2 separate regions of the Mus musculus genome follow, and region 1 is linked to region 2. The links are chromatin contacts, called in public Hi-C maps. All regions are on one chromosome and are shown on one strand. Each heading gives the region's core, a stretch centred on a gene start, on an enhancer-like site or on the middle of the called end of the contact. The rest is flanking DNA. Distances are from core to core; before and after follow the strand shown. Region 1 overlaps Gm46970 (a long non-coding RNA gene). Region 2 overlaps Frmd4b (FERM domain containing 4B).

Region 1 (5,870 bases), core at 1,692-4,191, 71 kb after region 2:
CCAGGTGTGGGGTTCGAGGCTGCTTCCCAGCAGGAGCTTCTGCATCGTCTCCTGCAGGGGTGTGGCTCTGCCAGCTGCAGAGGCGTTATAGCGCAGCCGAATAGAGCACATTGCTAGCGAAGTGCAGGGGTTCAAGGAGAGGGAACCGTTAATAAGCAAAGAGGAAACCCTTGTCCATCAGGCCAGTAGAGGAGCACACTCCCTTCCTGCCTCTGCCTCTCTCTCTGTCAAGCAGTGCTGGCTGAGAGGAGAAGCAAGCAGGTCAGGGCTGAGAGTGCAAAATCCTTCAATGTCTGTCCAAGGAAGTCTGCTTAACCCCCTACCCTACCCCAACATGCATGCATGCGCACGCGCGCACGCACACACACCTCACAGGCTCAAATGCACTGCCTGAGAATCAGAGTCAAGCACCGTCTTTCTCTCATCCAGGCATGTACCTTGGTGTCTCTCCCTGCCTTTTTCATTTTAACCAGTGAGAGGCAAGTCTTTTACTCAGAATATTTCTCTTTCTTTCTTTCTTTCTTTCTTTCTTTCTTTCTTTCTTTCTTTCTTTCTAAAATACTTTTATTTTATAAACTTTATTAAATAAAAATTCAAATAAGTAAAAACACGACACACCAAAATTAACCAGATTCAAAGTCTATACAACACAGTGGACTTACATTAGAACTACATTTAGAATTGACATTTAGAGAAGAAGCTGTGAAGTTTCACATTCAATTTTATACCTTTGGTATTGAGACTAGATTATTCATGTATCCACCACCCAAACCAAAGAATCAAAAAAAATCAATTTCTTTAATATTAAGGACAAAAAGCTTGGACCCTACTATTGGAAATATTAGAAATAGAAGGATCATGAATATCTTCATCTAGTATATATTGATTTGCTTTTATGAAGTTGCCAATAGTTAATCACCATAGCTTATGAATTAGGTATATCATCTTGTCAACATCATCATCATTATCATTTTCATCGACATCATCATCACCCCTGTTTTCCCAAAACTTTGTAAACCCAAAACTTAGTGAGAAATTAAGAGAGTGATGTTTTAGACCAGTGGTTCTCAACCTCCCTCATGCTGCTTTAATACAATTCCTCATGTGGTGACCCCAGACCATAAAATTATTTTGGTCGCTACTTCACAACTCTAGTTTTGCTAGTCATAAATCATACTGTAAATATCTGACACGCAGGATATCTTTTATGGGACGCCCACAGATTGAGTCAGATAGCTCAAACCCAAAATTCCACAGAGCCAGAAAGAAGGCACAAGAAAAGCCTTGTGACAGTCAGGGGTGCCTACCAAAAAGGACTGAAGCTGGGATCACCCTCTCGCCTGCTGGGTCCCTTGCTTATCACTAAGTCTACAGGGAAGCTGCACTCCATCAAGTTTGCAGGTGGGGCTGAGAGGAAGTCGAACTTGGCTTAGCAACCCACAGGAGGACCGTGGGTGCCCGTGTGCAGAAGCTGAAGTATCTCTGACAGAGCTCTTAGCTGCAAGTGAAGGAAACACAGCACTATCTAATTTAATAGAGAAAAATGTATCGACCGATAAGACCAGGCAAGGGATCAGGAGGGCAAAGGAAGCCTGTGGATGCCAAGAACCTACTTCTCTTTTGACTTGTTCCTGTTTTTGACTTGTTTTTGGTGTGTGTGTGTATATGTGTGTGTGTGTGTGTGTGTGTGTGTGTGTGTGTGTGTGTAATTTTGTTTTGTTTGGTCTTGCTGTGTGTAGTTTTGGTTTGCTTGGTTTTTTTTGTTTGTTTTTTTTTTTTTTTGATTTTGTTTTTTGTTTTTTGTTTTGCATCCGCATTCAGCCCCTTGAATGCGGTCTTTGCCGATTGTACTCACTCTGCTACAAGGTAAGCAGGATGAACAGTGTCACAAACTCATGCCCCCATTGGCTCAAACTCAGAGGGGAACCAGAGCAAGCTCCTTTCTGGCAGCTAGTAATTAAATCATGGGAGATGTGCTGACTGACAATCGTAATCATCTGATCCAGGTGAGGAAGGGGGACGTGTGTAGATGCAAGAACTGTTAGAGAGTACGGGAGTGTGGGGTGCTATGATTGACAGCCTCTTGAAGTACAACTTGATCAGTAGTAGTCTGGAGGGAATACTTGGCCCAGTCAAGCTTTCTTGTTCTCAGAAGGCACAGGGGTGCTGAGTGGCAGGAACAGCCAGCATCTTTCTTAGGGCCATTTCTTTGGAAACATAGGGATACCCCAGTGAAGGCAGTAAGCACCCCCAAACCTTGGCCTCCTTGCTCTGGGATACATCACAGCTTCTTGCTCATTCCTGTTTCTCTGTTCTTCCTTCCTTTGTACTGACAATGAAGCACCTCATGGTGATCTGCTCTCTGGCCTGGGTAAAAGGCTTGCTAGTGCCTTGGCATTCCACTGAAATATAATTTTATTTTAACCTTGTCCCTTTATGAACTGGACTTGCTCATATGCAGTATATTACTAGGAACAGTTTTTAAATTGATGTGACTTCAAATAATATGTTTGCATTTTCACTAACTTAGTTGTGTGGTACCTTGGGTATTATTAAGTCCTTCACTCTAATCCAAAGCAACAGCATTGACTCTCTCTCTCCTCCCTCTTCTTCCGCCTTCCCTTTTCCTCTTTATTGTCCCGAGATATATCAATAATATCACTTTCTTAATCTCATTGGGATCCCATGAACCCCAAAGCTTAAAACAGTATTTAGAAGGTCTCTGTTCCCTGGGAGAGCTTTTTTTTTTTTACCCTGTTTTCCATAAATTTAACACAAAAAGGCTTAAGGAGCCAAGAGCCAAAGGTGCCAAGAGTCAAAGCGTTTGCCAAGGTTGGCTTACGGCTTTTAAATGGCCAACGGCACACGCACAGTCTCTCTGGCTCGGCTTCTGCAGCTCCAGGTTCGATGAACAGTGGTTCTTGGAAAGCCCCACACTGGATTGCAGCCCACACACACGGTTTACAACTTGGTTGTCAGGATGCCAAACTGCACAGGGCTCCAACCTCCCCAGAGTTGCCGGCTGGGCTGGCTCCTCCCAGTTCTCCATCAAACTGCTAATGCTAGGAAGCGGGAGAGACTCTCCCAGTCCTGTAAATGGCTTCGCCTTATCTCCTTGGTAAAACACTTACTTGTGGAGAAAAAAAAAAAAAAAAAGAAACCAGAAACTGTGAAGCAAAGCCGCCTCCTCACTCACGACTTCCCTATCACCTCCCGCTCAAAGGAAGCTTGTTCAGCTGCTTATTGGCAGCAAATGCAGTCTGGGGCAGGTCCCCACAACAGCCGATGCGTGCCTGTGCAAACTAGCTCCTACCCATCGCCAAGAACTGCAGGTTCCAGAGCAAGTACCTGCACTTGTACATGAACATGTTGTTTGAGGGTATCTCTGAACTGTCTATGACGTGAATATGGTTTGTGGCAGATGAAGGTAACATAGATGACCAGACCCTACACAAAGCACACATAGGCATTTACCCTGTATTGGTGATTCTCAACCTTCCTAGTGCTGTGGCCCTTTAATGTAGTTCCTCCTGTTGTGGTGACCCTGAACCATAAAATTATTTGGTTGCTACTTCATAGCTTTAATTTTGCTACCATTATGAATTGTAATGCAAATATCTGATATTCAGGATACCTGGTATGTGACCCTTAGAGGTTGAGAACTACGCCCCTTATAAATCAGCAACAGGGGCCTGCTTACAAAAGGCTGTAAGAGTTAGCAGGAGAGAAAGAACATAAACACAGTCAGGGGCTCTACCAATGTAGCCATTTAGTAAAGCCAGTATTAGCTGAGTTTCTAGAACATTCTCAGTGGGGCTTAGTTTCTACGTGTTTCTCATGTTATGGGCACTTCATGGTAATGAGCCTACTTTTTAAAGGGAGGAATTTTTGTACAACATAGTCCCTAATTATATGACTCATAGTCTATATGGTATTGTACTAAAGAAGCAGAGAGAAAATTAGTTTCATCACCTTGACTTCACAAGGAATGCCATCTCAGGTAGGATGACACCCATTACATTTAATAGTCGTCTTACATGACTTTTCGGATCTGATAGCATCTCCTGGACGAGGGAGGGGGGATATTTTCCCACTCCTGTGCTGCAGCCAGTCAGAAGAAGGGCTGGGGCATGTGGCAGGCCAGCAGCATCTACCCTGGGTACAAGTGGAGGCTGGACAGTCACCTACCTCTTTTCCTTGCAAGTGGACATAACTGAGATGAAGTTCTTTCCTTTCCAAACATCAGGATTTTACTCCTGGCCATGGTAGGGCATGGGGAAGGTAGAGGTTGTAGTTGTATGACTGCAGAGTTACTGACCTAGATTAGGGGTCTACCTTTCTTCAAAGGCTCAGAATATTTTGGATCTTCCATAATTTAAAAAAAAAATGGTCTCAGTTGTAACCAGTCTACTACTGTGTCGGAAAAGCAGGTAGAGAAAATACTTACATACATGAACATGGCTACATGCCAATAACATTCATTTATCATTTAAAGGCTGTGGCTGACCCTGGACATGATTGTGAGAAACAGAGAGAGGAGATAAAACATGGAAGCAAGAAGAAGGTGAAATGAGGAGGACATTTTGGTATGGAAAGGGGCTTGGAGGCATCGCTGGCACATTCCTTTTGAAGTAACAGAACCATTCAGGATTGGAACTTAGAGTGTTCCTTTTGGCTAATGGTCTGCTGGACACTGCCGGGTGCAAAGGAGACACTGTACTCACCTGGAGTGGCTCAAGAGCCAAGGGCTCCAGAAGGCGCTGTCTTGTTCATGTGAGTGAAACTTCCCCCTATTGAGCAAGCCAAGGCCCTTGTTGAAAAGCAAACAGCCTCCATGATCAAATTCCATACAATCAACAGCACTTGGGACTGCATTCAATACAATCAACAGCACTTGGGGACTTGAACAGTTAAGAAAGGGCAGGGCTGTGATGGAATGAAATGTGTGTTTTGATTTTTTTTTTAAATGATGTAAAACAGGGAAATGAAATTCTCAAAGAAGCAGGGTTTATGGCACTACACAGGCGGGCCTGAGTAGGTGGATAAACAGGGGCAGCTGTTCTGAGAGGGAGGCCAGGGGCTGTGTGGGGTTCTGGCAGTAAGACCGAGCCACGCGTGAAGAGGACTTCAAGAAGGAAAGGCAGAAGATGGGAAGGCTGACTTCTTACCCCTGGAGCAGTGCTGTGAGTGTGTGACTGAAGAGAGACGCTGGTGAGAAGCTTAGGTGCCACCCACAAGCTCTAGCAAACCTAGGCCAAAATCCCACTTTGGTCTTCATATGCCTCATCACCTGAGGGAATTACTTCACCCCCATCAAGGCTCTGCCTTGCTATCTATGAAATACAGAGGGAAATTCCTCCTCCCTAAGACTGTTCATGAAGAGCATGTGCAGACTCGGAGGGACAGCCCCGGGGGAAATGACAGGCTGTCAGTAAAGGGCCCGGGGATCACCAGTCCACTACTTTAGCTGCTTCTGCAGGGACTGGGCTTTGGCTTATCGCTTCTTATTGGGGCAGAAGCCACAAAAGGAAGATGGAAGCAGGTTACTCGCAAATTCTGGCTTGATCTTTACCCTGGAGGCAGAGGTCTGAACTTCTTTTCTCACGTTGGGAAGGCAATCTGCTGGGCTATCGAGAAATTTCCAACAAGAATCCACCAAAATGGAAGCCAACTCAAGCAGAGAGGCGAGGACACAAGCCCCACGTGTCTGCGTGTACCATGGAAAGTTGCGATGAGGAGGGAGCAGGGAGTTTATGCTGTGTCACCAGCCTTTGAGAAGATGACATGAGGACAATAATGAGGTCCCCTTCTAGATAGCCGAAGGTCTCATCAGGTGGTTTAGTTGCCAGAAGCTTCCATCATCCTTCCTG
Region 2 (5,392 bases), core at 936-3,435:
GGAAACTGAAGAAGAACGAAGACCAAAGTGTGGACACTTTGCCCCTTCTTAGAATTGGGAACAAAACACCCATGGAAGGAGTTACAGAGACAAAGTTTGGAGCTGAGACGAAAGGATGGACCATCTAGAGACTGCCATATCCGGGGATCCATCTCATAATCAGCCTCCAAACGCTGACACCATTGCATACACTAGCAAGATTTTGCTGAAAGGACCCTGATATAGCTGTCTCTTGTGCGACTATGCCGGGGCCTAGCAAACACAGAAGTGGATACTCACAGTCAGCTATTCGATAGATCACAGGGCCCCCAATGGAGGAGCTAGAGAAAGTACCCAAGGAACTAAAGGGATCTGCAACCCTATAGGTGGAACAACAATATGAACTAACCAGTACCCCCCGGAGCTCGTGTCTCTAGCTGCATATGTATCAGAAGATGATCTAGTTGGCCATCAGTGGAAAGAGAGGCCCATTGGACACACAAACTTTATCTGCCTCAGTACAGGGGAACGCCAGGGCCAAGAAGTGGGAGTGGGTGGGGGGGGGAACTTTTGGGATAGCACTGGACATGTAAATGAAGAAAATGCCTAATAAAAAATTTGCAGCCCCCCCAAAAGAAAGACAGTTGAGCCCCAGCTTTCCTCCTCCTACCCCCCACCCCCATCTCTGACTATGGATACAATGTAACCAGCAGCATCAAGCTCTGTCTGCCATGACTTTTGGCTACAGCAGATTGAGCTGTGAGACAGAATCAACACTTCCTTCTATCAGTTGCATTTGTCAGTTATCTTGCCCACAGTGATAAGAAGAGATGCTAACCCAGGGCCCACCCCTTCTACTTTTCTTTGTGTCTCAGATCTCACCTCCAAGTCAGTGCATTCACACCAATCTCCTTTTCTTCCTTCACATCAAACCTTGGTTCTATCTTGGGGCATCACATATGCTGTTCTCTCTGGATGGAACGCCCTGCCCCCCATTCAGTTCATTCTCAGGTCCCTTCATGACTTTCAGATCTGAGATCAGGGGTCTGTTGCCTTCTTAGGATGCCTTCCCTGCTTCATCTAATGTGGAGCCTCCTCCACTCCATTGTGCTGTTCTGTGTGCCTAAGACCTACAGTTCTCATTTAGCTATATCTGTCAGCCTGCCTTCTACCACTAGATCTTAAGTTTCACAGCATGGGAGACCTTGACTCTGCTGTCCCTTATTGCTCCCCTAGGGCTTCGATCTAAAAAGAGGGTCTCCGAAAATCTTCTGACTGAGGGCTGGGAGTAACATGCTTCTAAGAAACTCATGCAAGTCTGAAGACTTGAATAAGGACCCCCAGATCCCATGTAGAGCTGGATGCAATAGAACATACATCTGTGATCCCAGGGTATCTATGGAGAGATGATTGATGGAAACTGAAGAGTCCCTGGGAACTTGCTGGCCAGCTAGCCTGGCATATGAAGTAGCGAGCGAAATGAGATCCTGCTTCAGAACCAAGTAGAAGGCGAGGACAGATAACCAGGGTTGTCCTTTGGCCTCCACTGAGTGTCATGGCACCTGCTCAGGTCTTCCTAGTGAATGAGTTGAACCTAGATGCTAACACACATCCATAAACATTTACTTATACCAGTCGTTCTCAACCTCCCTAATGCTGTGACCCCTTAATACGGTGAGTGCCTCATGTTGTGGTGAGCCTCTCAACCATAAAATTATTTTCATTGGTATTTCGCAACTGTAATTTCACTACTGTTATGAATTGTAATATAAATATCTGTGTTCTCTGGTGGTCTTAGGTGACCCTTGTGAAAAGAGATGACCCTCGTTCGACCACCCCCAGGTTGAGAACTGCTGATTTATACTGATAGAGCGTGATCTAAAGAGAGGCTGTTCCAAGCAACTCCCAAGCCATGGCCCAGAAAACCTGACACACCAGGAAACAAAATTTCCAACCAGAGAGCAAGGTGAGCCATTAAACTCCACATCAGATGAGAGACTCTGGAGCGAGAAGGGGCTGGGGATGGGGATCTAGGCCAGTATTACTTTGAGACCTATTGAATGGATGGAGTTTTATATTTCACCCAGATGATGTCAATTCCAGCAGAACAGGGCCCTTTTATATCATCTCTGGGTGGTGACTGAGCGTGAGCTATTGACACTCTCATCCCGTGAATGGCCTGCACTGACACAGATGTCTCCAGAAAAGTCAGCTGTGATTTCTCCTTTAGTTCTCTCAAGACAGAGCCTGTCTTCCCAGCATGCAACTGCACTGTCTATGAAGCCCCGACTTAGCAGCACACAACTGGTGCACTCTTGTTGCCTGCTGCTAACCAGCCCCCTAAGTAGCAAGCGCAGCTACTCTGATTAGGCAGAGGCAAAGCAGAGTCCTGGAGGGGCTGCTCACACTGCTACAATGTGGGGTGGGATTCACAGGACCCTGGCAGAACCCTTGGGAGTGGATATGGTGAAAGAGACAGAGGTGAAGGAAGAAAAGCAGATTGCAACAAAGTTTTAAAAGGAGAAAAATGGATAGATGAGGGAGGAATGAAAAAAATGTGTGAGAATTCAGTTTGCTAAAGATGAATTTGAATGATGAGTGTGGCGGTGTATGTGTGTAATCCCAACAACTCAGGAGTCTGAGGCAGAAGTTCAAGGACAGCCTTGGCTAAATGAGACCGCTTGTCAGAGCAAACAAGAAAGGAAGAGAGGAAACTGAACCAGTGAATCGCTGCCGTAAGGAAATGTAACAAGAAGGAATGGCTAGGCTGGGTATCTCCTGAAGTCACTGCCTGAATTTACTCCTGGGTTTTACATCTCAATCCAGAAGGAATTCATCCATTCTGAGTGAGCAGCTTCCTGGCTCTATCCTGCTTCTACCCGAAGGTTGCAGGATGATCAGTTGTGCGGCCTCCTGGGCCTGAGTCCACATCAGCTTGGCTTGGGATTGAGTGCAGTGCACAATGCCATTCAAGCATTCATGCTGTCAATCATGTGCTCACACCTGCTCAAGCAGCAACATTCTGAGGAGAGTGGCACTATCAGTACAGTCAGTCAGTCAGTCAGTCAGTCAGTCAGTCAGTCAGTCAGATGGTTCCACAAGGGCAACTGCGAATGGAGCTTGTCCTAGGGTTCTGAGCCTCAGCACCATGGTCATTGCAGCAGCAAAATCTTTGGTGTCCTCTGTGATGTAGGACCACTGACCAGTAGTAAGTGGATACTTCCCACTACTGTGACACTAGATCCATCTCCAAACGTTGCTAAATGTCCGCTCCTGGACAGAATTATTCCTTTGGAGAAGAACTGCTTTAGAGACTAGGAGAGAAAGTCTGAGCAGTCAAACCAGTAAGAAGTTTTCAGTTCAGGCAAAGGGCTTAAGGCTCAGCAGGTCAAAGGGATGGTAACCAGGTCTGATGCCTGAGTTTGGTTCCGGAAACCCGCAAGATGGAAAGAGAGAAGATCTAAGTTGTCCTCTGACTTCCACAGATGTGTCCGGGAAACTGACATAACTACCTACCTACTGACTTACCTACCTACCTACCTACCTACCTAAACAGACAGACAGACAGACAGACAGACAGACAGACAGATAAAAGCAAAAAAAGAAAAAAGAAAAAAAAAAGGCAGGGGTGGGGCACTTGCAATCCAGCTGGCCAGAGAACCCAGCTCAGAGCGCAGCTAGAGCTCAATTTCCCTCTGCCCAGGAGGCCTGAGAAAGGAGGCTATGGATTGAGAGAATGTTTCCTTGTTCTTTGTTGTGGACAAGTGGCCACCAGCCGGGACTGAAAAGCTAACCTCTTTTCTGGGCATTAGCACGCAATTGCAAGCTCCTTTCTGCCTGGGGGAGGTTTGAAAAGGAAAGCCCACAAGGGAGGCTGATGGTTTAATTTCTAGATCTTGGATTCTGTGCACAGCTGGTTTGTTGTTGTTATATTGTGGTTTTAGCACCCATACCTTGGGGGAAGACAGTCCCTGGGGGTGGCATTTTCACAAGAGGTAATCCCTTCAAGATGGTAGCCTGATATTATAAGGCTGGCTGAAAATAAAAGAATAAAGTCATTGATCCTAGAGTGAGGGCATCCAGGAGATACCAGCCTGGTGCTGAGGAGCTGCAGATGGGATTTGCAGCCAGGAAGCTTGAGAGATAGCTCAGTGCATAAAGAGACCCAGGCATCTGTAATTCCCTCATCCTAACAGTGAAAGAGTGGAGGAGAGCCCTTAGGCTGCCTACCCTACGTACCTGGCTCAGAAGCTGGTTGGCCGAAAGAACAAGGAAGAAGCAGCTTCAGCCGCTCTCAAAAGTTGTCCTCTGACCAGCATACACACACCCCTACACACACACACAATCACACCACACACACACACACACACACACACACACACACACACACACACTTATTGCTGTTGTTTGAGCCAGGGCCCTATTCTGCTTAGGCTGGCCTGGTGTCAGTTCATTATGCAGCTCAGACTTTATTTTTCTGAGTGTTGGGACTCCTGAGTGCTGGGATTTCAGGTGTGTGCCACTGTGCCTGGTTTCTTGTACTTCTTTGCTGTACTTGTTGACATTGGGAATTAAAAAGGCAGGGTGCTGCTCATGCTAAGCCCAAACTCCACCCCTAGACTTCCAGCCTTTCCTGTTTAGCTTTGTCCCCCTTGTATTCAAACCAAGCCAATCTCAAAGGAACAAAGGGTAACCATACAAAGTGGAGGACACCACCGGCCTTTACCCCATTGCAGGGAGTTCTCTGGTCAGTAGACGTGATTCAGTAACTATACTGCTAACCTTAAATGCTTAGATTGCTTAAATAGCTTGTTCTCCCCTTCTACCCAACTCTCAAAATTTCTTTTGGAATATTAAGATGTCAAACAGGCTTATTCAAGTCGAAAATCAACCCATTAGTCAAACCCTGGAGAGGGCAGCAATCCAATATCTGGGTTTAATGCCTTTCTTATTTCCTTGTCATAATCAATAAACTAACTCAGAACCACTCACTGTTCAGGGATGAGGGCAAAGCTCAGCAGTGGCGTGTTTGCTGAGAAAGTGCGAGGCACCGCACTTCATCACCAGGACTACAAACACACCAAGTAAAGCAGCCCCGTGCCTGAAGTCAGCGAAGGCTGTTGTCCAGCTCTTGGTTTTTGTATGATTGTGACCATTCAGAGTTGAGCTTCTTAACTCTCAGACACACACAGAAAAGAAACTAACATATGCAGATAGATTATTTTTATCAAGTGTGTTTATTTACCTACTTGATAGGTATTTAATGTTTCTATTTATTATTTGAGAATATCATGCAACATAATTTGAACAATACTCTTTCCCTTCTCCCCACTCCTCCCACCAGATCCTCCCTTAAAATAATGTTTTTAAAGTGGAGTATTTGTTGTATATGGTACTGGCTTTCATAAGGTCG

The links. Hi-C and Micro-C count contacts between places; a contact is called where the count stands out from the background.
Region 1: a contact with region 2 is called in a Hi-C map of cerebral cortex, with 2.1 times the contacts expected there. The contact joins two enhancer-like sites. A contact is called at or near these places in 2 of 39 promoter capture datasets (the 3T3-L1 cell line and the C10 cell line), 2 of 15 datasets of contacts at CTCF or cohesin (liver and pro-B cells), 63 of 484 Hi-C or Micro-C datasets (the 3T3-L1 cell line, B cells, CD4 single positive thymocytes and 43 more), 15 of 115 datasets of contacts at active chromatin or transcription factors (CD8 T cells, the HPC-7 cell line, bone marrow-derived dendritic cells and 10 more) and 3 of 9 other capture datasets (adipose tissue, liver and pancreatic islet).

Annotation. Positions count from the first base shown.
Region 1 is chr6:97,503,315-97,509,184 of GRCm38.p6, forward strand. Gm46970 (a long non-coding RNA gene) reads left to right here. Exons shown (of 5, transcript XR_003956336.1): 1 at 1-5,870. It also overlaps a transcript of Frmd4b not described here. Among named protein-coding and RNA genes, the nearest start is that of Gm46970, 10 kb to the left of the region's middle. Within about 2 kb of position 2,942, at least 81 of the 459 cell types and tissues checked have an H3K27ac peak or open chromatin away from gene starts, as enhancers often do. A contact at or near this core is called in cerebral cortex, where this site is marked.
Region 2 is chr6:97,432,761-97,438,152 of GRCm38.p6, forward strand. All of the region lies in intron 1 of Frmd4b (FERM domain containing 4B), which reads right to left. Among named protein-coding and RNA genes, the nearest start is that of Frmd4b, 52 kb to the right of the region's middle. Within about 2 kb of position 2,186, at least 15 of the 459 cell types and tissues checked have an H3K27ac peak or open chromatin away from gene starts, as enhancers often do. A contact at or near this core is called in cerebral cortex, where this site is marked.